5 separate regions of the Mus musculus genome follow, and all the other regions are linked to region 2. A link is a contact called in public Hi-C and HiChIP or PLAC-seq data. All regions are on one chromosome and are shown on one strand. Each heading gives the region's core, a stretch centred on a gene start, on an enhancer-like site or on the middle of the called end of the contact. The rest is flanking DNA. Distances are from core to core; before and after follow the strand shown. Region 1 holds the start of Cnot6 (CCR4-NOT transcription complex, subunit 6). Region 2 holds the start of Rasgef1c (RasGEF domain family, member 1C). Region 3 has its middle 23 kb from the start of Tbc1d9b. Region 4 has its middle 3.1 kb from the start of Scgb3a1. Region 5 overlaps Tbc1d9b (TBC1 domain family, member 9B).

Region 1 (5,165 bases), core at 1,198-3,697, 190 kb after region 2:
TGGCTTCTCATGATGTAGTCACCATGGATGAGACTAGATCTTAGCATGTCATTAGTCCCCAAAGCAAGCCACACCTGAAGGGTATACTTTTCCTGGCCTTCAAAGCTATTTGAGTCAACTAATTCCCTTTCTTTTTCCTTAAAGCTGTTTGAACTGAATTTTGAATCGAATGAAGTCTAATATGCTAGAACTAGAGATAATAAATAATGTGAAGAAGATCGATGGAGACCTGTAAGTTTATAATACCAGATTCTATATTACTGTCCTTAGTACACGGTGATAAGGGACTGTATCAGCGTGTCAGCGATGGCCCTTGGACACTAAGCCTCCACCTTTCAGAGGACATGCCAAATTGTCAGAATTGAATACCTACCCTGGGTCCATATTTTTGGCTCTCTTGTTACGGCTTATCTTCCCCTTTGCTTACCCACTAGAAAAAACACGAACCTTCTATAATAAAGCATTCTGGTTCCTTGGCAGTTGAGTCTGTCAGGATTGGCTTGATCAGGCAGCCTTCATTACGTTTTTGTCACTGTAATCAGTTTGAACAATACCATGCATTCCTGGGGACCCCAGTCTTTGCAGGGCGAGTCTATCTCAATGGCGCTGAGTAAGTCCATCAGGCCGTGCGCGTACAACTGCTCCCTGGCTTGCCTCCTCTCTCAAATCCACACCGGGCTTGTGCTTGCTTGGTGGATGGAATACAGACAAAGAGGGATGCTTTCGAAGACTTGAGGGCTTCTGCTCCCTCCTCTTTAGATTCCTGAGCTGCCCTGATTGTGGGTCAGAATGACCTCCAGATGGAGGAGACGGTCCACAAAGCCATAAGGAAGCACTCTCACCATCGATGGAAGAGCGTTATTAAGGGACACAGAGGTGCCAGATATCCAACATTCTTCCACCTCTGTGAGGCACTGGCATGAAAGGACACAAGTGGGACGAGTAGAACTGTCTACCTAAGCATCTGATTCCAGGATTATAATGGAGTTGTTGCTTAATGAGGCTAAGGTTTTTGTTACACAACTAGGCTCCTCTGGAGGCATACAGTCACTGTCAAAAAGTGCAGCTGCCCTTGGGAAGATGAATTACACAAAGAAACCCTCTTCTCTAGGCTGGAGCACAGGTTCCCAGGGCACAGCACTGGAAAGGGAACAGGCCAGCAGGATGTCTACACCCCTGGCCCCTCCGCCTAGTTGTACCCTTTGTGTGAAATAGGCACTGAACAGCCTGAGTAGGTCAGGGCTTAAGAGTATCTTCAGGTAGCTCGTCTGCGCCTGTCATTTCCTCGTGTATGATGGGTGTCTCCATTGCCTTAACTTTTCCAGCGTCTCATGGCACTAGAAGCTTAGACTGACACTGCTATCCTGGCAAATAGCAGGCAATGATGATCTCAAGGCAATGCTGGGGCCAGGCAAACACAAACTGCCTTGAACAGAACATCTGGTTCTTGGAAAGGCTTTTGTCCCTCGCTGCTTTGCTCGCCTAGTTCTCTTCTGCCTTAGGCAACAGCCATGCAAGTCCCACATCCTGGAACGAAAGATGGGCTTCCTTGAGAGGCATTTTTTTTTTTCTTGTTAGTTCCTGGAAGCCATTTCACGCTCAGTTCTGGGCTGATCTGCCACGGAGGTCGGGGTAGCTATTTTCCTTCACACAATTCCTGTCAGTCTATATCGCCAGTGTATTTGAAGCCTGTTGGGCGTTACTCTTGCCCGTACACCATGACGCTGACTCGACAAGGTGGAGCTTGATTAATCCCTGTGTCCTGAATACCAGCCAAGTACTTTTTCCTGATGTAAGTATCATTAATCAGCCCATTCCTTTTCCGGTTTACCTGAAACCACATGTCCTGAGTAGACTATGTTAGCCCTCGAATGCAGCTATAGTTCGTTACTTAAATTAGGACCCCATAATTTAAAAAACAAACAAACCCTGCCTATTAATTATTTTTTTCCTGCATAGTTAGGGCAGGAACAATTAGTTGACTATTGAAGAGTGTAAGTTTTCTTTCTCGGAAGATCAAGACACTGGATAGGGTTAAACGTCTGAGAATTTAATCTGTGCTCCCAAGTGATTGACAGGCCAAGGAAAAAGCAAAATGAATCAAGAGGAGGAAAAAAAAATCAAGGGTAAAGTGGAGATAAAAGTGGACGAGAAAGAAAAAGAGCAACTAAACCGCGGAGAAACAGCTTTAGGAGAGGAGGAGACAGAAGGCGCGGAGAAGGAAAGGCGCAGAGAGAGCGGGAAGAGAGGCTGGGAGGGCGGGCAGGAGCGCGCCGGGCCGGCTCACTGCTCCGAGACCGGGGGGAACGCGGACGGGGCTAAAGCGTCGGGCTGCCAAGAGTCCACCCCCGCACGACGCGGGATAGTCGCGCCCAGCAGCGTCAGCCAATGAGAAGCCGGGATGTTGGAGAGGCGGCGGTGAGCGGGGCGTTCGCTGGCTGGGGTGGGAGGGGGACGGCGGCCGCCGCCATGATGCTTGTTTGCTTTCAATGAAAACGAGGGGGGCGCGGAAGAGGAGGCGTCGGCGTCGGTGGCGGCGGCGTCGACGGCGCGGAGGCGAAGGCGGCGGCCGGCGCGGCGAGGAGGGCGAGGCCGGGGTCCGAGAGGGCGGCAGAGCGTAGCGGCGGCTCGTGGGGTCCGGGGCGGCCGAGGCGGGCGGCTGAGGAGCGGCGGCCGAGGAGGGGGAACAAAGAGCGGCGGCGGAGGCGCTGCAGCAGCGGGCGGGACTGGTATGGTGGTTCCACAGGGCAGACCCCGCTGCACTCATCGGGAGGAGGCGGCGGCAGCGGCGGAGGAAGGCGGCGCAGCTCGAGAGGTGAGCGCGACGGGCCCGAGCGACGTCCCGCCGAGGCTCTGCTGCCTGCGCTCCCCCATCCCCCCCCAGGGGTCGCGCCCCGGCGGGGACCCCGAGCGCGCACTCGCGCACAACTTAGGAGTTCTCGGAGTGACGTCTGTCCGTCCCCCTCCTTCACACACAGCGATCGCCATCCCGTCGGTCCCCTGGCCGCGCCCCCCGCGCGGAGTCCCGGGGCTCGGCCTGGGTTGGGGGTGGGGGGTGGGAGTGTTGATTGACGGCAGTGCGGTGGCGTACAGAGGGCGGTGGCGTGAACCCTGGCTTCTCGGACCCCCGCCTCCGGCCGGTCACGCACCTCAAGAGAGGAGCTGGGGTGCCGGGACTAGGGACAAACCGGTGGCAACTTTGGAGAAGTGGCTGTGCTGGGGGGGGGGGGGTGTGCACTGTGCGGCGTGGAACTTGGCACTCCGTGGATTGACTTAATGCTCACCCTTTTTCTCCTAAAGTATTTTAAAGTCCGTTTAACGCAGATATTGGTAGGGGCGGGGCGGATTACGTGGCCAAAGAAGTGATTATCAGCTGAAGAGATTATTGGACTCAGGACTCAAGTACTAATTTCTGGAAGAAAATTTCCCTAGTTTAACCTAGTTTCAAAGACAGTGGTTATTTACTTTGGTGACCCCCCCTTCCCCCCCCCCCCCCCCCCCGCCTTGACTCTTTCTACCCTGACAACGGTCTTCAGAGACTGCTCATAAGCAACTGTAATTCTTTACTTTTAACTGTTTCTGCAAGTGACAACATTGTGCACAGGCCATCTTGTTACTGTGTTTAAATAATCTGCTAGAATTTGAGTACAGGTAAACCTGTTTTACAGGTAGATTGCCTGATTGACTACTAGGTCTAAATTCTTCTCTGCCTCTGCTTGGAATTTTAACTTTGGAGAATAAATGAAAAAACAATTCGGTGTGTAATAGCACTGTCTTTCCCACACTAGAAATTTTCACCATCCCGCAACCGTTCTGTAGGCTGGTCAAAAGATTGTGAAGGCGTATTTTGCTTTTTGTAATTGCTGCCAGTCTTTTGAAGTTGGCGCTTTGAAGAATACATTTTAGAATTAAAATTACGTGGAGCCAGTGGTCTAGTCAAATTCTCTGACCTGGCTCTGAGGAACCAAGCCTAGAATGAAGAGACTGGATCAGGATGTTAGAGTTAGGAGGGTAGTCATAAAGCAGACGTTAAGGGTGATATAGTTGTTAAGTATTTGGGGTTTGGAGAAGGAAGCGGGTATTTTTATCAGGTAGATATTAAAGTAGGTCAGGTAGCCATTTCACAGGTGCACAGGTGCTTGCTAACGTGGACAAAAATGTATGTGGCAGACATTTTCTAGTGTGACTGGAATATTCTTGAAAGAGAATCCTTGTATAAGTTGAGATGTATTATGGTTGCTGGGAAATTTCAGGCTTTTTTTTTTTTTTTGAACAGACATAGACGCTGATATACAGAACTTGGTCCTGACTACAAATAAAGGCATTATAGGAATTTGCCTACTATGCATGTAGTTTTAACTAGTATTTTGGTTAATGTTTAAACATTTGACTGAACCCATGTTAACTTTACAAAAAAAAAAAAAAAAAAAAAAAAAAGACATCTTAAAATACAGTCCCTGTTAGCCTGAATCTTTCTTTGTAGAATGGGCTGGCCTTGAACTCAGAGATCCTCCTGTTTGTGCCTCTGGAGTGCTGAGGTTAAAGGTGTCCAGCACCATGCTTAAGTTTTCATTCAATACAGCCTAGAAAGACAGTATAAGTAAGACATACTGGAAGAAATGCTTGGAGTATCCTTTGGTCCTTGTGTGGTGAGGGGTCAATATTTCCAGCACACATGCAGCCCTCTCCTCTGACAAGGTCCACTGGCTAGGAAGCTCAAGCTTGCTTGTCTTATCACTGTGGAGAAGAAAGATCTGTTAATTTTTTTAAAAAAAGATTTATTTGTTACATGTAAGTACACTGTAGTTGTCTTCAGACACACCAGAAGAAGGTGATCAGATCCCATTACAGATGGTTGTGAGCCACCATGTGGTTGCTGGGATTTGAACTCGGGACCTTTGGAAGAGCGGTCAGTGCTCTTAACTGCTGATCCATCTCTCCAGCCCGAGCTCTGTTAATTTTTAAAACTTTTTAGCTTCTACAAAATAAATAGTTTTTCTTAATTGTACCTGTTATTTAGGCTATGGAGGTAGCTATGTTACCAGAAAGTTAAGTGCTGACCAAACACAAGTATAACTGTATACCGTGTACGTTTGAGGACAGTGGAATGCAGTAGAGTTTGGTGTTTGAGTAAGTAGTTTAAAGATTAGAAAAGAGTGATTATT
Region 2 (4,933 bases), core at 624-3,123:
CCTCTTTGGAAAACGGCCTATTCCAGGTTTGGTTAAGGACAAATGTGAGTGGTGGACCAGCCCTCTGAGACACCTGATGACAAGTCAGAAGATTCCACAAGTTGAGCCTAGCCCAAGCACCCAGACTGGACTTCTGCAACCCAGCCCGCACTCACGCGCTCCCTGCTGGACCAGAGTGGGAAAGCACTTGAATTAAAACCAGGCTCCCTTTCCACCTGAGCCCCTCAACTTGCTATAAGCCTCTTTGTGGCTCTGGTTTTGTCAGGATGAAGGCCTTTACGTGGCTATGCCGCCAGGGGTGGATGGGCACAGCCCTCTCAAATATCTCCACACCTCTGATCTCTTAGGCCTGTCTGCGTTCTCTTTGCCTGGCCACTCTAACCCTGCTTCATCTCTGCCTCCTGCACAGCTCTTCAACTGCCATTAAACCTTTCCTTCTACAAGTCAAACTCCAAACCTCCGAGGACTACTGCGCCCAGACGAACATCCAAGCCTAAGTTCTGCTGACGTATCCGGTTCAAAGCCCTTACCACGCATCGTCCGTATGTTGCACCTGTTCAACCCTTTTCCACCGGCTCCAGGCTCCAACTTTGACTTACAGCACAGAGGTCTCTAGCCAGGGACAGGTACCTTCTCTGGCCAGGCCCAGGCTCTGTCCCAATACCTGCGTCTCTCCAGCCCATTACCCCATTTTATTGTCCTCATAGAGATGATCTTCTAAAACGACTTCAGATTTTCCCTTGCCCTCACACCAGTGTGGGAACAGTGTTCAGGATAGGAAGCTGGCTGCACACAGTAGGTTTTCAGTGAACACAGCATTCTTACGGCACCTGACAAAGTGGCTGAAGTACTGGGGTAGGAGCTGGAACCTCACCTTTGTCACTTCTTGGGAGCAAGTCCTCTCATCCCTCTGAGTCTGTTTACTTGACTGTGAAGTGGAAACAGCCCTGCGCATCAGGTGGGTCTTCCCAGGACCCTTCTTGGCCTCTCTTACCTGCCCTACAGCCACAGGAGGGGGTCAGTTGGAGTGCAAGGGACCCCACCACCTTACCATCTAAGCTGCTGGGCAGACAGCGGCGTTCAGAGCACCCACTTCTCTCCAGGGCTTCTCTGTCTTCATCCTTGAGCCTGCTTCCTGCCACTGCCTGAGGGACACACATGGAGTCCCAGCAGATGCCATGACCCTACAGATCCTCATGGGCACACTGGTCCTCTGGTTTCCAAAAGGCCAAGGTTCGTGTCACCCTTCCCATACAGATCGCAGGTCAACTTCGCTGTGCCCGTTTCAGAGCCAGGGAAACTGAGACTCATGTGGGAGGGGACTCTGGGCCCAGGATGGCTTTTTTCTGCCACTAGCTGGTATAGGGAGGTGGTCTCCTTCCAGCGGCTGGGGGCGTGCCCTTTGCTGAGTCCCCTGGCCTCCAGCCACTGCATGGTACCTCCACTCCGGGACCCTGCGCTCGCCCTGCGCCTTAGGGAGGTGTGTGTGTATGGGCGGATTGGGGCTCCCGCGCCATTCGGCCCAGTGTCATCCACCTCTCCGCCACGCGCGCCGCGGCTCCGGCCACGCGCACTGTCACCCGCGCGCACCTTGCCCCGGGTCAGCCCCGCGCGTGCCCGCCCGCGGCCCGATCCGCCGTCCCCGCCCACGTCGCTGCCGCGCCCCACGGGCGGACCTCGCCGCGCCCCGCACGCCCTTGTCCGCAGCGCAGGTGTGTCTCCTGACCGCGCGTTACTCACCGGCTCCCGGCGCTCCGGCAGCCCGGGCCCGGCCCATCGGCAGCGCCCGCCGCGCCCGCTGCAGCCGCTGCACCGTGGACCGGGCGCTGCCTGCTCGCCCGCTCGCAGCCCGCCGCGATCCCGCACGCAGCCCGCCCGTGCGCCTGGCCCGGCCTGAGCAGCGCGGAGCCCCCTCGCGGCCGCACAGGGAAGCGCGGGTGGAGCCGCCCGAGTCCGCGCAGCGCAACGCAACGCTGCCCGCTGCCCTCCCTGTCCACTCCGCATGCCGTCGCCTTGTCCAAGCCTCTCCTCTGCTCCCAGCTCCCGGGATCAAGACCCAATGTCCAGGAATGCGCTCGGGACCCTCAATGTGATTCGTTTCCCCTCGCTTGAGGGAAGTCCCGCGTGCTAAAACTGCTCCTGTGGTGCTCTCCCAAGCCTGGTCCCCGAGCCCCCAGCACTTAAACTGCCATCAGGCCATACCTCTTCTCTGGACCAGCCTCTGGAATCCCGAAACCCAGGTCACACTTGCTTCAAGGCTGAGTCCTGGCCTCTCCTACAACGGCCACTGAACTTTGGGTGGTCTGTGTCCTGGAGTCCTATTGGCACAGGCTAAGTGTCAAAAGAATGGCGAAGACTGCACACACCCTCCTCCCTATAGTGAGGGACATAGCTGCGTTTCATGGCTCTGGAGGCACTGCGATGCTAGAAAGATAAAGCAGGGCGGTCATAATTTTAAGTGAAAAGAAGGAGCCAACACAGGACCTGGTGACCTTCTGCCCTGGCTCCATCCAGGCGTGTCTCACTGCAGAGGTCAGGACATCTGTCTTCTGCTTTGGCAGAACCTCCTGATGAATTGTGGCAGGAACCCAACTCAATTCACTCAAGCGGAGTTTATTGGTTATTAAAACATGGGGGGGGGAGAAGCAATGTTGATTCCTAGGGTAGTTAAATCATAGTCTTTGACTCTCCAGTGGGGAGAGTGCTGGGAGCCAAGGTGGAAGGGAGCAGGGCTGGAGTAACCTCCTGAATACTAGGAAGAGGTAGGTCGTGTTCTTGATTGTGGCCCTAGGGACAAATTAGCCCCAGTTCTGCCCAAAGCATTCCCAGCAAGAGGAGATGGTACATCCCCAACTACCTTGGCTCCTAAGAAGCCCCCTGCCTTGGTTTTCTGGATTGCATCTCCCATTCACAGTGGTCTGGACCACAAAAGTTCATCCCACAAGGTTGTCACTGAGAGGGCATAAGAGGGAGAAGCAAGCAGCATGAACCAGTGTAGAGGGGGCAGGCAGAGGAGAGCTGAGAAGCACAGACCCTAGACAGGGTCAGTGAATGGTGCAGATACAAGAAAGGAAAAGCCACAGGGCTTAGTGATACAGGACAGGAGAACTTGAGAGGAGTGGGAGATTCTGGGTTGGTGAGGGGTGAGGGGGAAATTTCCCAGGGGTGGCTGTTGGGTAGGTAGTAGTTGTGAGGTTTGCTGAGGCACCCTTTCCCAGAAGGTGGTGAGACTGTGTGGCCAAAGGAAATCTTGGGAAAGTCCTGAAGACAGCTAGTGAGTGCAGTCTGGAATTGGGTCCTTGGGGTAAAAGAAGGAGACCCTTGGGTTTCAGTGGCCATAGACACCCTGTGCAGGTCCTCAGCGGCATTCTGTCTCAGCCTTGGCATAAATGCATCAGGTGACTCAGGGAAGCCTGACAGCCTGCAAGGTGGCCGAACAGGATCACCAATAAAATGCAAGAACAAAGACGACAGAACTTTGGGCTCCAGCCAATGCACTTTATCAGCAGAGCCCATAAACTGTCCGTTCTTGGGTCTGATGAAAGCCCTCCAACGTTACTACAAGGGCAGACAGAGCACTAGGAGAAAGTCACGCTACAGTCAGCTACAAGGAGGTGTGTGTGTGTGTGTGTGTGTGTGTGTGTGTGTGAGAGAGAGAGAGAGAGAGAGAGAGAGAGAATCTCTTATTGTTTACACACCAGGATTCTGCCTTCCCACAGAGTATGAGTGAAGACTTGGGAGGAGGAGGAAGCAAGAGTGCCCATATGTGTATATATGTGCAGTACGGGTCTGCATGTGCTAAATGTATGCAGTATGTGATGAATGGTGGTGTTTATACTCTACACATGCATGCAGAACACTTGGGTGTGATATGTATGCGGTATGTGGTGCATCTGCATGTACATTATGTATGTGAGGTGTGCATGACTCCGTGTGTGTGTGAGAGAGGTATGTGTAGAGTAAGCATGGATCTGGATGTAGGTAGGATGGGTTCCTAGTACCATCATGATGCTAGCCTGTAACTAAAGGATGCTATCTCAGATGGGATCCTGGCAATGGAGCCTGAGATAAGACTGGAGGTTGCCGAGGTGGAAGGAGATTCCAGGGAGCCAGGGCTAGAGCAGGGAAGGAGGGGCAACTCATAAAGGACGCATTGTTAGGATGGTGACCATCACGGCCAACTAAAGCCTGTCTTCCTGGAGACTCTGTGGGAACTGTACTGAATACAGATGGCTGAGATTACAGAGGGCACAGAACCTGCCTTCTTCAAAATACCTATTGGAACACCCAAATTCTTGTAGGTCTTACCTGAAGCCCAGTCACCTCCCTCCTCCACCACACTAAGCCACAGGCAGTGCCTTTTCCAGTTTGTGCATGTCGGAGGTTGAGTCCAGGGTCAGAGCAGTTTCTGCATCCTTGTTGGGCCATGGCTATTTGCACATCTATGGTTATAAGTAGAGTCAGAAGCACAGAGATGCTCAGGCCTGCATCCTAGATACTGGTCCTCATGCTTTTCCAGGGCAGAAGCCTGCCTCCTTGTATTGGCTGACTGCCCCTTAGTGTGGTTTAACTTGACACGTTCCCCATTATATCAGTCTCTTGGTTCCCAGATGCTGGTCCTACTTTGGAGGCTGTGACATCTGAGGAGGAAGAACCCAGCCAGAGGTTATAGACCACTGAGGCATTCATTCGCAGGTTACTCCAGGACCCGAGTCAGGTCCTCTTCCTCTGTCTGCTATGAGGTCAAGGTCCTCATCACAGCCTCTTGCCACGATGATGCTCTGTCCAAGGACAAAGTGACCATGGCCTGAACCTTCAGAAACCGTGGACTGACATGAGTAATCCCTTCCCTTTTGTTGCCATCCGCTTGTGTGTGATAATGAGAAAGAGTGTTTGCTGTTGCTAACCCTGGTGATGAGGTCTTCAGGCCTTT
Region 3 (5,003 bases), core at 51-2,550, 210 kb before region 2:
GCTCTCCGTCTCCCTCCCTAGAACTCCGGATCTCACCATTTCTCCTGTGTTTCTTTGCAGTTTCTGACGTGTGCATTCATGATATGTCTTCATTCTTAGTATTGGGTGTTGGTGTCTCCTTGATCAGGAAATGACGTTAATTTCATTTTCTTTTTTAAAGAAATGCCTTTGGGCTTGATTGACTCGGCTGTGCGTTTGTCCTCCATTCATGACAGTCTATAGTTCCTTGAATTCAGTTTGATGCTCTTGAGAGAAAGGCCTAGAGCACTGGCTTCTAGCCTTTCTAGACTCATGGTCACAGATGTCTACCATAAAAAGGGCACCATACAAGTGGTAAGACATTTTTAGTATTTTAATCATCACTTAGAATTACACACTATTACCCTCTCTGTTATCTATTTCCTCTTGGATTTTCCATTTGTTATTATTTTCCTTATGTGTAAATATTTGTTTTTGATGAGGTTTCACTATATAGCCAGGATCCTCCTACCACAGCTTCCCAAATGCTGGTTGCCTACCCCACTGTGCCTAACTCAGCCTAAGCCAAAACTGTTTCTACACTGTAAGTCTAGTGACCTAGTAACCTTCTGAGACAATCAAAATTTAATTGCATTTCAACAGCTTTCCAGGGTCGTTAGATGAAGCAGATGCAAACATTGTTATCGTCTTTTGATGAAACTAAAAAAAAAAAAAACATTGCAAAGTGAAGGCAGACAGTCTTGTGCTCAGTGGTATTCAATAAGCCCTCTAAATAACTCAGATTTGACAAAACTTAAGAATTAGTTAGGAAAGGCTGGGGAGCGCAATCTGTTGCTAAGTGCTGAACTAGCATGCATGGAGCCCTGGGTTTGAGCACCATCCCTGGGAGGAAGTGGACAAGGAGTTTAAGAGGTCAAGCTCACCCTTGTCTACATGCGAAAGTTGAGGCTAACTTGGACTACCGGAGGCCTTGGCTCAAAACAACAAAAACAGCCCCCAAACTCTTCACTATGGAAACCTGTGTTCTGAGACTCAACAGTTGTTTACAAATCTATTATCTTGAATCTTCTTTTAAAAGACAAAGTAATGTTCAATATCTGCTGATTCTCATTTTTTTTAAAGGCTTGGATACTGGTCCAGGCCCTACTTCCAGGTCAGGTGACAGAAGGTTCATGATCGTAAGTCAGAAGGCTGTTGCGTCACTGTGTCTTAGGCTTCGTGGTTCCTGCTCGGGGGAGAAAAGCAGCACGGATTTCCACAGAAAGCTTTCCTCATATAAAGCAGTGGGAGGCAAGAGTGAGCCTTTCTAAGATTCTAAGCATTGGCTGTGAGTTCTCCCCGATAGAGTGACCTTTTGTACCTTCGTGGTGAACACAGCTCGGCCTACCCAGTGTTCACTTTGTGAACAGGAAGGAAATGAAGATGAGCTGTTAGACCTTAGTGGCCCAGAGACTTTCTTAGGCTGAATATGCCTGACAAGGCTTTCCCCTTTTCAATACCAGGAAAGGCTTTGCAGGATCAGCTTTTTTTTTTTTTTTTTTTTTTTTAAATAAAGGAAGGAAATCTGCAGAAACTACTGAGCCAGGCACCTTCACTAACACAATTTTTCAAATCTCCCAAGTCCTATATGCTGCTACAGTAGCCTATATACATTGGTGAGGAGTCTGGGGCTGCAGGAAGCTCAGTGAGTCAGGCAGGGTCTCATGCTTGCCTGCTGCACATTCTAATGCAGATCAAATCAACATAAAGTGGACACTGGGTCACAGGCCAGCTTTAGCTGTGGCGCAGGGAAAACGCTGAGATGGTGCAGGCTCAGTTTACTTTGCCTGGACAGGAACCTAGTGCCACAGGCTTCTGCTGCTTGTCCCCGACCCAAGCCGGGCTGCAGCACATTCACACCCAACATAAGCAGAGCGAGTGAGAAGGCAGTCAAGGCTCAGTTTCTGAGTTGTCTGCTGCTGTTAAGTCCAATTCTTAAACTCTGGATAAGGAATTTACTATAGTAAAACCAAACAACTGCAAAGGAAAACAGGGAAGGGCACTTGGGAATCTTTTCTCTGCTATTTAAAAAGTCTAAAGCTCGAAAGTTGCTGGCCAAAGGGAAATGAGGCTTGCTCAGGCTTAGTGGCTGCAGCTGCCTTTGGCCTGACACAGGACCAGGAGACTCTGCAAGTTCCTCTTTAGACACACCTCCCAACTCTGAATCCACTGATGCCAGAGCTTCTGTGACACAAAGTAGTCTTTAAAACATTTATTTTTGGTTTAAAAAACAAAAAACAAAACCCTAAAGTGAAAACAACTGTATGTTCTTCCCCAAGGATTTAGAGCTGAAATACCCACATCAGCCTAAACATGGTCACATTCTAAGTTTTAAAATACTACGTGAAAAAATTATTCAATTTTATATATTAACTATGCATATCCTGACTAATAAAAAATAAACAATTTTATTTTGATGCTAATTCTGTATTGGGCCCAAAGGAACAAAAAACACATTTTAATACACAACACACACACACACACACACACACACACACACACTTTCTTGGTTACTGAGATCACAATTAGAACACGAAAACAGTTAAATATCTAAGATACAAAATACCACATTCTTATCTCAGTTACTGATGACCTACACTTCCAGTCGTAACCTATAACTTTATTCCTTTTTATCTTTTAGTTCTTGCCAAAAATTATGCTTTATTTCTTGCAAAAATATTTAATAGTACTAATTTTTAGAGAAGCAGTATGTGATGCTAAAGACGGAGACTCTGTGGAGAGAGGAGCTACATTAAACAAGCAGAAACAGCAACACTGCTGTTTGAGTTCCTCCATTTTCTGATGACTATTTTGAAAGCAACAGCTGATCACAAATGAGAGGGAACAGCGGAGGCAGAATCACTTTGATTCCACTGGAATAAGATGAGGTGGCAGGGACCATGCTACTAATTCACCAAACTATACTGAGGAAGCTATCAAAGGTCAGCTGACAGCTGTGCCACTAAGGGTCCCCAACCAGTGAAGCTCAGTGTGTAGGAATGCAAAGAGCAAACTGTGGCTTAAACATTTCTCTGATTCCATGTGCATGGCATGACCCAATATGCAAGCCTATGTGTGTAAAACCTACACATAGGGAGAAGCAGAGGATTTTAACAACAGTCGGTGAAGAGTCAGTGCTCACAGTCTATGACGGGCAGAAGGGACAGAAGAGAAGCAAGGAAAAGAGAACTGAACACATTAACCAATTCGACACAGCAGACACTCACACAGCACTGTGCCTAGCAACAGCAGCATCCTCCCAGGTGCGCGCTGAGCGCCCTCTGCGACTGATGGGCTAGTAATGAAGCTTTGGTACAGTAAACAGGGTAAAAGGCACGAAAGCTCTCCACCTATTTCAACCAACCAACCAAGGTATCTGGAAGAATTTAAAACAAAATTGGAAATTTGTAACAGACTGGGAAAAAAAATCTATAAATACATAGGGTTTAAAGACTATAACTGCCAAATAATCAGTGTGTTGAAGAAATCACAGGGGGAAGAAGAAATCAGTAAATAGAAAGAAGTATGGCTAGAAGAGACAGAACTCAGAGGGAGACTTTTGGCTATAAGCACCTATACTTTAAAAAGAAGCCAAGCATGCAAAACCTGCCTACTGAGGATACTGAGTGTAAGGTTCACTGAGCTTATGAGTTCCAGTCCAGCCTGGCACATACAGACTGTTCCCAGATAAAACAACAACAAAACCCCCAAAATACCAAAAACTCCCCAAAGACCTCAGATCAATAACCTAATCTTTCACTTTAGAGAGGAAAACAGCCAGCTGTGTGTGGCAGGTGGTGCACATCTGTAGTGGAGCATTTGGAGGCGGCAGGTGTGGGTTCAGCCTGGTCAAGTTCACAGTGCCAGGACCACCAGAGCCATGAGAGAGGATGAGAGGTTGAGGGGTGAGCAAGTGAGCCCCAACAATTGCAGGAACCCTAACAAGTGCAGGAGCACACTAGAGAAACCCGAAACTTCCTAGGAAGAGGAGCCTGGACCATGTGGGTTCTCAGCATCTGAAGGACCATCGGCCCTTGTACTCTTCCTAACACAGAGGGCAGAGCTGGTGAGATCAGCGTTTACAACGATGCCAAAGCGGAGCAAAGAGCCAAGCTTATCTTACAAACTAAAGAAGTCGTCTGACAGTCCTAGCACACTGCAACGACACACTCTGTGAGTGAGATTACCCTAGGAATGTGAGGCTGGTTCAGAGCATGGAAAAAGTGTAATCACTGGGATTTGCCTTGGCTGCAACAGACCTTGAGAGAATTGTAGGTCTGAGGTCATTCTGAACTGCATTGCCAAATCCTGTCTCAAAAAAAAAAAATCAATATATACTATGTTAATATGGGACAAAATGCCACAAGATCAGTGTAATAGGTACAGGGAAACGTGACACCATCTAAAAGTTTCGGGGTAAAAGCATCTCGTAACCTACGGACAGATTACTTTCTCAAGTTGATGGAGAGTAAGAAAATCCTATAGCGACTTCCCACTCACTGCTGACCAACTGAATTCTCCCTTCTACCATGGAGATTGTAATAAAACATGGAAGTTAGTTTATATCTTTTATAGTCACTGTCTACCTAAGGATGAACAAGCAAGAAAGTAAAACAGACTATAAGGAGACATAAAAGACCCCTAGACTCAAATGACATGATCGTGTACATAGAAAATCCTAAAGAATTCTAAAGGTTAGTTAAATTCAGCAAACTTGCAAAAATAGCATACAAAAATAAACCATACTACTACAGAAATAAAGTATTACTACATGACACAACATAGATGATCCTTGAACACATTGTGGGCCAAGATGTAAAAGATTGCACATTGTAAGACTACATTCATTGGAAGTGCTCAGAATGGGTACAGAGAAACATGCGGCTTTACAGTCCCCAGGGCTGGCACGAGTGAGAAGTTCTGTTAGTGGGTGTGTGGTTTCCTTGTGGGGTGACGAACTGTTTTGCAATTAAGAGACCCGTGAC
Region 4 (4,976 bases), core at 2,359-4,858, 240 kb after region 2:
TCTTTTAAATCACTCTCAAAGGCAGCAGATGAGCTTGGTATATTTCAGTTTCTCTAAAAGCCCTTTCTTGTCTACCACCCGCAGAAATGTAGTAGAGAACGAAGCACGGATACCCTTCCATTAGGCTCATTAGTGGGAAGCTGTGACTTCCAGCATTTTAGAATGGCTCCGTCTCAGAAGTTGAGCATGCCTTGACTTTTGTAGCTGGGAGGAAAGGGTCTCCCGCGGCCCCTGGGCTGCTGTGAAGACTGCAGATCCCACCTGTTTCCAGCCCGTGGCTTGCGAGCATGCTGACGTTGTCTCTGCCTATTCCTTAGTCTTTTCCTTATTGCTTTGTCTGGGAAGCGTTTGTTAGTTACCATGGAAGTAATTTCGGCGGGAAATTAGTTTTCAGCTTGTGAGGTTGCACCTCCTTTCAATGGTTTTCTGGAAGGAACGCTGCCTGTAAGCGTCCATCTGTGTGAATGTAGAGGGCGCCACTGCCACACCCAGAATACCCCGAGCCTCTTCCTCTGAAGGGCGCATCTGAGATGTGGACATTGCTCTGAAAAGACAAGCCCAGTTGGCCTGACAGCGGTGTCCCCCAAAACCATCGTTTCACTTTCTGTGACAACTGTAGTCCAAGAACATTAAACAGAAAATCCCACAACTAACAGTTCTCAACTTTCCCAGAATTTTTATCAGGTGTAACCCACCTTGCTTTCTTGCTTTTCTTCTTCTTCTTCTTCTTCTTCTTCTTCTTCTTCTTCTTCTTCTTCTTCTTCTTCTTCTTCTTCTTCTTCTTCTTCTCCTTCTCCTTCTCCTTCTCCTTCTCCTTCTCCTCCTTCTCCTCCTTCTCCTCCTTCTCCTCCTTCTCCTCCTTCTCCTCCTTCTCCTCCTTCTCCTCCTTCTCCTCCTTCTCCTCCTTCTCCTCCTTCTCCTCCTTCTCCTCCTTCTCCTCCTTCTCCTCCTTCTCCTCCTTCTCCTCCTTCTTCTTCTCCTTCTTCTCCCTCTTCTTCTTCTTCCTCCTCTTCCTGTTCCTTCTCCTTTTGTCTTTAAATTTATAATTATGAATACAGATTGTTATATGTGAGTTTTACTGTGACATTTCCATACAGCATGTCCAATGCATTGACCATAACTCACTCTTCCAATGCTTTCTTGCCCTCTGTCTTTCTCCTCTACCTAGTCACCTTGCACAGCCTTGTTATTTACTTTTCTGCTTTCAAGATGTGTGTACGTGTGTGCAAGTGTGCATGTGTGTATGCATGCATTTGTGTGTGTGAGTTGTAATTCTGATTTCCAAGTCCGAGAGAAAATATGGCAATATTCATGAAAAAGCATACTATCTAGTATATGTGTTTGTATATTTTATGATATCTCTTTCTGTGAGTTTCTGATTTTATTTTAAAGATCTGATCAGATGCAAGGGAATAATTAAGTTATCATGTATTTGTTAAGACTTGCTTTAGATTGTAAAATAATCTATTTTGGAAACGGTTTCAGGAGCTGAAAAGAAGCAAAGTGTATGTTCCTACTAGATGAAATGTTCTGTAATGTCTGTTAAATCCAGTTAATCTAAGGCAGAGTCTTTCAATCTGTGGATCACAACCCAATGAGAGTCAAACAAACAGGTTGTATATGTATCTCAAATATCCTGCATACCATATGTTTACATTGTGATTCATAACAATAGCAAAATTACAGTTGTGAAATAACAACAAAAATAATTTTATGGTTGAGGGGTCACCACAACATGGGGAACTGTATTTAAGGCATACACCTTTAGTCCTAGCACTCGGGAGCAGGTAGATCTCTGGTCTACAGAGTGAGTTCCAAGACAGCCAAAGCTACCACAGAGAAACCCTGTCTCAAAACAAAACCAACCAACCAGCCAAACAACCAACAAAAAACAAGTAAGTAAGTAAATAAATAAATAAATTCTGAATTCATTCTTTGTCCAGCATTCTGTCCATTTTGGCATTTTTGGAGTCTCAGTTACTGAAAAGCTATTAATTTTTGGAGGAGTTAAGTTATTTCCGCCCCCCCCCCCCACCAAACACACACACCATGTTTCTTATGTTTCTGTGTTGAGATTTGTGCATACGTCTCGATGGATAATGTCCAGTTGCTGGGAGGGCCTCAGTGACTAGCTTCTCTGGAGAATTCCATCCCCAGTACTGCCCAAAGAGGAAGCACTGGTAACAGCAACCACAGTAAGAATAGGCCAGACACAGTCGTACACTTTACAGAATTAAAAACGATGTTACCATTTGGCTGTGTCAAGGAAAGGCACCAAAATGTAGATAAGTGGAAAACTGAAGTTAACGAAAAAAACTGTTACTAAAAAAAGGAAATGTTAGTGGAGGAAAAAAATTATGGAAGAAGTAAAATTGTAAAATAGGAAGAAAAACGAGAAAAAAAGTTAAAGAAAAAGAAAAGTAAAAAGTCCTTGCCAATTTTATGCAGCCATGGAGAGGTGAAATCACATTTTCAGGAAATGGATACAGCTGGAAATCACTGTGCTAAGGGAAATAAGCATACAAATAGCCGTGCTTTCTCCCTTTCGCGGATCCTAGATGTAGAACTATGTTCTGGTGTGTGTGTGTGGGGGGGGGGGAGGCGGTGTGTGTGTGTGTATGTTTATGGGTGTGTGCATGTGTATGTATGTTTATGGGTGTGTGTGTGTGTGTGTTAGTTTTCAGAAAAAAACTACAAAGCAATCATGGCAGGAAGGGAGATATCATAAGAGAGGTGGTGCACGGAGTCATAGAGCAAGGAAATAAAGCAGAGGGGAGCATGACTGGGCAAAGGGGAAACAGCTGGAGGGCCAGAAGGTGGGGGCTCAGTACAGGAGGGAGACAGCAATGTATAATGATACATATGTATAGAGATACCATGAAGACAGTAACTGCTCTGGATGCTAATCTAAAAACTAACTTTAAAAACTACCATAGTTCTGAAATTCTGCATTACACAGCTATCTATGAATGTCCTTACATGCCTTTTGAAGGTGTGCGTCCACATCGCCCCCCTGTCTCTAGAACTCTTCATTTTATAAAGCCTGTGCCCATTAAATACAACCTCTGCTTCCTTCCTTCTGGTCCTTGAACATCACCACCCTGTCCTTTCCTCTTAGATGATTCTAGAGTCTGCCATAATCTCAAGGATCAAGACTTCAGACGAGCACCGGCTGCTGAAACTACACGTGGGGTTGTTGGACCATTCCATCTGTCATTTTGAGTAATCCCCGTTCTCTTCCACACCGCCATGCCATTTGCAGGCCCACAAACACTATGCATGCGTCCTCCTCAGCACTCCATATTCTCTTCCAGCAGGATTCCAGTGACCTAACTGGTCGAGTTGGGCATCTAGCAGCTGAACTTGGGTCTGCTTTTCACCATGCTGGCTGAGAACCAGAGACAGCCAAGTTCAGGCAAAATCACGAAAGACAAAGGTGGAGACCTGCCGTTCACAGGGTCCCAGGGGCTAGTGAACTCTCCTGCTGTCTGTCCAATGGCCTCCCTGTACACCCTTCCTGGGATTCTTTGTCTTTAAAACAACCTGCTAGCAGGATGTGGGGTTGCATGCCTGGGCTTCATTACAATACCCTGTGTAAAACAAAACAACAGAACAAAGCAAAACAAAGCCAGCCTTCCTGGGCTGAACCGTAGAGCACACCAGTGGAGTACTTGTCTCACAAAAGGAAGGCCCTGGATTTGATCACCAATGATGAAAAATGGCAAAAACAAAACACAATTTCCCAGCAACAACCACCCCCCCCCTTCTACTTCCTGATTGAATAGTTTGAGCGACCGTTTCCTGGCTTCCCATGAGCCTGCGGTGTGACCACAGGCCTTCACACAATTGCCAAAATACATCCTTACAGCAATGCAAGCCATCACAGCTCACCACACTTTTCCAGCTGTGTGAGGGTCACTCAAGTCGTGACTTATGCCCATCAGGCCCAATCCTTCACCGCACACTCTTCTTGTGACCGTCGTTGGTGCCAGTCAATGGGGAGAGTTGGGATCTGCCTGCATTGAGGGACAGACAGTGCCTCAGAGCTAGCGTCTGGAGGCTGCTGTCAACACCTCCCTGGTAGCTCAAGACAGTACACAGTTACTTGTTCTCTCTTCTGGAGGCAGGAAGTCCAGTGTCACTGAGTTGAAACCCAAGCGTTGGTGCACTCCCTCAGGAGCCCGTGGGAAGGTTCATTCCTGGCTTCTAGCTTCTGGCATTCCTTGGCTCTGGATTCATCCTTCTAATGCCTGTCTCTGCCCTCAGATTTGTGTGTGTGTGTGTGTGTGTGTGTGTGTGTGTGTGTGCGTGCATGCATGTATTCTCTTTGTCTATTATATGACCACATGTGATTGCATTTAGGGCTGAAGGGCTGACCCAGATAAGCCAGGAGAAGTGCCTTGCCTCAAAATAATGAACTTAATTATACTGTCAACTTTCCATAGAAAGTGACATTCAAAACACTTGACAATTAGTTTTACCACGTATCTTATCCTTCAATATCTGTGTTGTTTTGTCTCAGCCAGTGGAGTGTCTCCAGCGGGTGTCAAAGCCTACCTGGCATGTGGGAGGGAGGGGGATGGACACGGGTGATCAGTATCCACTCTGGACTTTCCCACCCAGTTCCTGCATGCCTGTTCCCTGGGGGCCCAGGACTGGCTATGATACTGAGGAAGTGCTTGGCACTTCTTCAGATAAGAGGGTCAGCTTGTCCCAGGACATGTTTGCAGGACATCCTATGGGCCAAAACAAACATTCACGCCTTGCCTATCCTCTGGGAATGCAGGAAGTGCTGGATGTAAACAGAGACTTTGAAGGCTCTGAGCATGGGCCAAACATCAACTTTGGAACCTTGGAAGGACCATGAGGACCTCAAAGCTGGTTGCCCGGCCAGTGGGATCCCTTAGCAGATGGAGCCATGAAGGGAGCTCCTTAGGCCTTCATCATGGTTCCTGGTTTCAAGAAGCGCCGGGGGA
Region 5 (4,525 bases), core at 85-2,584, 250 kb before region 2:
TGACATCAACATGAGTGTCACCCACTGGACGACTGCTCGGGGTCAGTTTCCGAGACTACAGCTGAGTGGCAGCCTGCAGCTCAGTACACTCAGGCCCACCAGCTCTCCTCTTTGCTTCCAGCATCTTGAATCCCACCAGGACAGTTGTGCCCTGCTCCTGGCTCATCTCTCGACCTAGTCTAGTACTTGGCACATAGCATAGGATGTTGGCTGAGGGCTGGGGAGGGGAGGGCTCTCTGCCAACTTCCTGGAAGCAGAAGCCGCCCCCAGCATGGTCACCTGCCCAGCACGGTCATGGCCTCGCCCTCGTCATTGCAGTCCAGCAGCTGCTCCACGTTGGCGTCCAGCACAGCCAGGGCCACCTGCAGGATCACCTTGATGCCCTCGTAGAAGAAGCAGTCGACAATGACCACGGCGCTCTCAAAGGGCATGACGCTGAGGAAGAGGGTCAGGAACCAGGACAGCGAGATGCTGGAGATCACCCCCAGCTCTTGCATCTTCTCTGAGAGCCGGGGCAGGACATCTCTCGTGAGCTCTTCAAAGATGCCCTGGTCTACGAGGGCTCCTGAGGAGGACAAGAGGCCAAATACAAGCACCGCTCCAGGGCCCTGAGCAGACACCCTGTAGAATCCCAGGGCCTGGGGTATAGGAACACTATGTGGTTCCTGTCTAAACTCAACCCTGCCATCTCAGCTTATAGTGAGGCCCTGAGAGGTGTGCATATGCAGAAAACAGAAAGAAACAAATTACTTTGCAATCATTCTTTCTATAGCTTACACACCATTGTGTGGAAAGGAACACTTGCTCAATATACAGTGGTCCCTTGGCATCCATGAGGATACACACAGGGGGTATATAGTAGCATCAGGGAACCTAGGCACACACTGTTGTATACTTTTTTTTTAGATTTATTAATTAATTAATTAATTAATTATATGTAAAGTACACTGTAGTTGTCTTCAGACGCACCAGAAGAGGTCATCAGATCTCATTACGGGTGGCTGTGAGCCACCATGTGGTTGCTGGGATTTGAACTTCAGACCTCTGGAAGAGCAGTCTGGTGCTCTTACCCACTGAGCCATCTCACCAGCCCCAAAGATTTATTTATTTATTATATATAAGCACACTGTAGCTATCTTCAGACACTCCAGAAGATGGAGTCAGATCTTACGGATGGTTGTAAGCCACCATGTGGTTGCTGGGATTTGACCTCAGGACCTTCAGAAGAGCAGTCAGTACTCTTAACCACTGAGCCACCTCTCCAGCCTCCTACTCTTGTATACTTTAAGTTACTTCTGGATGACTCATAATACCTACTATGGTGTAATGCTATGAAAAGCTATGCAGCTATTATATCCTGTCTGGAGAAGAACAAGGGGACAAGTCTGGGTGTGTTCAGTACAGATGGAGTTTCTTCTGTGCGTTTCTGTTCAGTGCTTGGCTGAATCCATGGACATAGAGCCTATGGCTACAGATGTCTGACTTTCAGGAAATGTTGACTTTACCCCCTAGAAACAACAGAAGCAAGCAGTGGTTTCCCTCCCCTCTCCCAATGCTCTGAACATATACAAAGCTGAAGGCCCCCACGAGTGGTGACCCTGGACACCAAACAGCAGAGGACAGCTGAGAGCTAAAACACAGGTGTGCTGAGACAGTCTGTAAGCCATTTCCTTTTGACGACATGGATTTTACTGGATGTGAGTGCCTGAGAGTAGAACTGGACCACTGACCGGGACACGGGTAGACTACATGCTCTAGTTCTGAAACTTGAAATGTCTGAGGCAAAGAGACCTAGGAAACATGGATGGAGATTTGGGCTCTAGATGGCTTTTAAAACCCACTGAATGTGAGATGTCCTCTGACTCAGTCCGGTCGTCCTGGGAACGACCTCACGAGGTCTAGGTGGGAGCTGGACCCTGGAGGCAGAGGGCTGGTTGTCTGTGCTTCTCTCATTTCTGGCAAGATCCATTTTTAGCTTCTAGTCTGTAAGGTAGGAGCCTGCATGATGGCTGTGAGGTGCAGGGAAGCTAGGGTGGAGTGGCCAGGGGAAGGTCAAACACACCCACGTGGAGCTCCTGAGCTCCTTGAATCCCTATGGACACTCACCCACTACCCTGGTGTTGTAGTAGTCGGGCAGCATGCGCTCACACAGGGCCACCAGCAGCCAGAAGGCTTCCTCCTCACTGCCGTAGAGCAGGAGCACGGAAGTCACGATGTTCATTGCCTGCCAGGAAGAGACAGTACAAGTGTGTCTCAGCGTGTCTGTCTCACTCTGCTGGCCACAGAGCAAAATGGCCTGCCCCTTCAGAGAGGTCCAGCACCCAGTACCAAGAAACAGCCCCTGACCAACCCTGGGAAATCTGCCAATAAGCCAATTTGCAAGAAATCAATGAGACAGAGACAGACAGACAGCTCAGTCAAGTGGGTTAGAAGGCATTAAGAAAAAAGAGACAAGACATCAGCCAACACTTCCACTTAGTGGGCTGGGTCAAGTTGATGTGTGGGTGTGTAGCTAGAGCCCTGCAGCGGGGGAAGAGGGTTTACACAACATTAGCTGGTAACAAAGAGAAGCATAAAAGGGGGCAAGTTATTTTAAAAAGTTATTTCAAGCCAATCTGCTGGCCTCTATGAATTGGTAGCGTGATGCAGAACACTGGTCTTACAACTAAGTTTTAGGAAACCAGTTTCCTTAAAATCCAGATACAAGCTAAGGCTGACAGAAAACCATTTGACGTGGCTAGGAAAAGTCTACTAGATTCAAAGTCAAAAGCCACCAGAAACGTAAATCGAAATCTTAGTGAGATAGTCTACCACTCCTGTGTGTATAAAACCAGCAAGCGTTAAGAGGAACAGGACCCTTGTGACCAACTGGTGACAAAGCAGAGGTGGCAGCTGCTGTGGGAATGAGGAACGTGTGTCCTAGAAGGCGCACAGACCGCCATGCAGCAATCTGACCTCTGGGGTCGCAGCCAGTGGCCTGAAGGCAGAGATTGAACACTCATGCACTGAGCTTCACAGCAGCCTTAGGTGCAACAGTCCAGTGGTCAAGTGACCCAGCTGTCCATCAAGAGCCGGGGAGAGAAATCATATACAGCTACAGCGGAATAACATCCAGCTTTAAAAATAAAGCTTGCTTTATTTTTAAATCACATTCTTGCTGAAATGTGATGGCTCTTGGGGACAGTAGGTAAACAGCCAGATGCAAAAGGATAAATGATGGTCTCAGGGGACCCCGGGTCAAGTCTCACTCAGCATCTGTGGCTTTTCTCAGCATTTCTCGCCCCACCCATGCACTAAACCTCTGCAGCCCAGGGGCTGGGCTTCCTTCCCTTCCTTCCCTTCCCGCAGCTTCTGACCCCACCTCAGCTATTTGGCTCGGCAGTGTCTCTCCATCCTCAGCTCCTCTCTTTCCTCCCTCTCTCCCCTTCCTTTCTCAGTTTTCCCTGGCTCTCTCCTCTCATGGCCAGGCTTATTCTGCTGGCCCAGGTCAGGCTGGGCCCTTCCAGACGCCTCTGGCTGTGCTCTCCCCCAGTCTATAGTAAACACCCTCCTCCACACACAGGATCAGTCCTGTCCCCGCTTTCATTCAGTACGATTACACTCACTTGAGGTAACGCTGAACGATCAGATCCAGAGACAGACGGAGAACGGTACAGGGGAGGTAAGACAGTGGGACCGAGGAGTGGTGTGTGTTTGCTAGTACAGCCTTTGTGTGGGGAGATGGCTACCTAACACTGTGTATGTACTTAACGCCACTGAGCCACACACTTAAGAGAGAATAAAATGATAAATTTTATATTATGTATGCTTTACTATATATACAGAAATAGAAAGCTCTGTCCAGTCTCAGACAAGGAACACACACATGACAACTTACTATATGGCACTGGGCTGAGGGGAACAGTCACCATTATCTCATTCTTGTTTAAAGATTATGTGTGTGGGTGTCCATGTGCGGGTGGGCTTGCGAGCACCATGCCTTCGGAGGCCAAAGACATCAAATGTCCTGGAGCTGTTGTTATAGGCTGTCGGATGCGGGTGCTGGGAATTGAACTCGGGTCCTCTAGAAGAGCAGAGCACTTTTAACCTTAAGCCACTACAGCCCCTTTAAAAATGAGCTGGCAAGCAAATAAGCAAGCAAAAACCAAGGTTTTGTGCCGCTCAAACTGGCCTCAAAACTCTCTGTGTAGCTTTGGTGACCTGATCCTCCTGCCTGGATTTCCCAGGTGCCAAGAGTATAGGCACCAGGTCTGTTTTTGAGACAAGGTCTGGAAAGCTTGAACTTGTAGCAATCCTCTTGCCTCAGCCTCCCAAGTGTGAGGATTACAGGCACTTGGCTAAGTTACATCTTTTGAGGGGGTTAGGTTCTTCCTCCAGGATATGGACAGGACCATGTGTATAGGCCCCCAGCACCTGCCCCTGGGAGGCTACAGTACATGATTCTCGCAGGGCCCCTGCTAAGGTCCCTTACCTGGCAGTAGCCAATAGTAGGGTTTCGGAAGGCGTAGGCAGTCAGCACCCGCCG

What was found. A called contact is a pair of places that touch in the nucleus more often than the background predicts. HiChIP or PLAC-seq counts read pairs in DNA pulled down with a chosen protein or histone mark.
Region 1: a contact with region 2 is called in an H3K4me3 HiChIP or PLAC-seq map of embryonic basal ganglia, with 2.5 times the contacts expected there. The contact joins the promoter of Cnot6 here to the promoter of Rasgef1c in region 2. A contact is called at or near these places in 11 of 39 promoter capture datasets (the HPC-7 cell line, cranial neural crest, embryonic stem cells and 8 more), 1 of 484 Hi-C or Micro-C datasets (embryonic stem cells), 7 of 115 datasets of contacts at active chromatin or transcription factors (craniofacial prominence, embryonic basal ganglia, embryonic forebrain and 4 more) and 4 of 9 other capture datasets (adipose tissue, liver, macrophages and 1 more).
Region 3: a contact with region 2 is called in a Hi-C map of uterus, with 3 times the contacts expected there. The contact joins the enhancer-like site here to the promoter of Rasgef1c in region 2. A contact is called at or near these places in 4 of 39 promoter capture datasets (embryonic stem cells, hippocampal neurons, second pharyngeal arch cranial neural crest and 1 more), 16 of 484 Hi-C or Micro-C datasets (CD4 T cells, CD8 T cells, the G1E-ER4 cell line and 10 more), 2 of 115 datasets of contacts at active chromatin or transcription factors (embryonic stem cells and forebrain) and 1 of 9 other capture datasets (embryonic stem cells).
Region 4: a contact with region 2 is called in an H3K4me3 HiChIP or PLAC-seq map of embryonic stem cells, with 7 times the contacts expected there. The contact joins the enhancer-like site here to the promoter of Rasgef1c in region 2. A contact is called at or near these places in 3 of 484 Hi-C or Micro-C datasets (the N1E-115 cell line and embryonic stem cells), 9 of 115 datasets of contacts at active chromatin or transcription factors (bone marrow-derived macrophages, double positive thymocytes, embryonic stem cells and 2 more) and 4 of 9 other capture datasets (adipose tissue, embryonic stem cells, liver and 1 more).
Region 5: an H3K27ac HiChIP or PLAC-seq map of microglia shows a contact between it and region 2, with 4 times the contacts expected there. The contact joins the enhancer-like site here to the promoter of Rasgef1c in region 2. A contact is called at or near these places in 3 of 115 datasets of contacts at active chromatin or transcription factors (embryonic forebrain, embryonic stem cells and microglia) and 2 of 9 other capture datasets (embryonic stem cells and liver).

What each region holds. Positions count from the first base shown.
Region 1 is chr11:49,710,004-49,715,168 of GRCm38.p6, reverse strand. Cnot6 (CCR4-NOT transcription complex, subunit 6) reads left to right here and starts at 2,447. Exons shown (of 12, transcript NM_212484.2): 1 at 2,447-2,815. It overlaps Gm36411 (a long non-coding RNA gene), which reads right to left and starts at 1,697. Exons shown (of 4, transcript XR_879826.3): 1 at 448-1,697.
Region 2 is chr11:49,898,775-49,903,707 of GRCm38.p6, reverse strand. Rasgef1c (RasGEF domain family, member 1C) reads right to left here and starts at 1,873. Exons shown (of 14, transcript NM_029004.1): 1 at 1,741-1,873.
Region 3 is chr11:50,105,383-50,110,385 of GRCm38.p6, reverse strand. It overlaps a transcript of Rnf130 not described here. Among named protein-coding and RNA genes, the nearest start is that of Tbc1d9b, 23 kb to the left of the region's middle. Within about 2 kb of position 1,300, at least 81 of the 459 cell types and tissues checked have an H3K27ac peak or open chromatin away from gene starts, as enhancers often do. A contact at or near this core is called in CD8 T cells, the G1E-ER4 cell line, hematopoietic stem and progenitor cells and 1 more, where this site is marked.
Region 4 is chr11:49,657,998-49,662,973 of GRCm38.p6, reverse strand. No RefSeq gene overlaps it. Among named protein-coding and RNA genes, the nearest start is that of Scgb3a1, 3.1 kb to the left of the region's middle. Within about 2 kb of position 3,608, at least 48 of the 459 cell types and tissues checked have an H3K27ac peak or open chromatin away from gene starts, as enhancers often do. A contact at or near this core is called in double positive thymocytes, embryonic stem cells and liver, where this site is marked.
Region 5 is chr11:50,152,785-50,157,309 of GRCm38.p6, reverse strand. It overlaps Tbc1d9b (TBC1 domain family, member 9B), which reads right to left. Exons shown (of 22, transcript NM_001290760.1): 10 at 4,472-4,525; 11 at 2,107-2,224; 12 at 280-565. Among named protein-coding and RNA genes, the nearest start is that of Mrnip, 20 kb to the left of the region's middle. Within about 2 kb of position 1,334, at least 40 of the 459 cell types and tissues checked have an H3K27ac peak or open chromatin away from gene starts, as enhancers often do. A contact at or near this core is called in microglia, where this site is marked.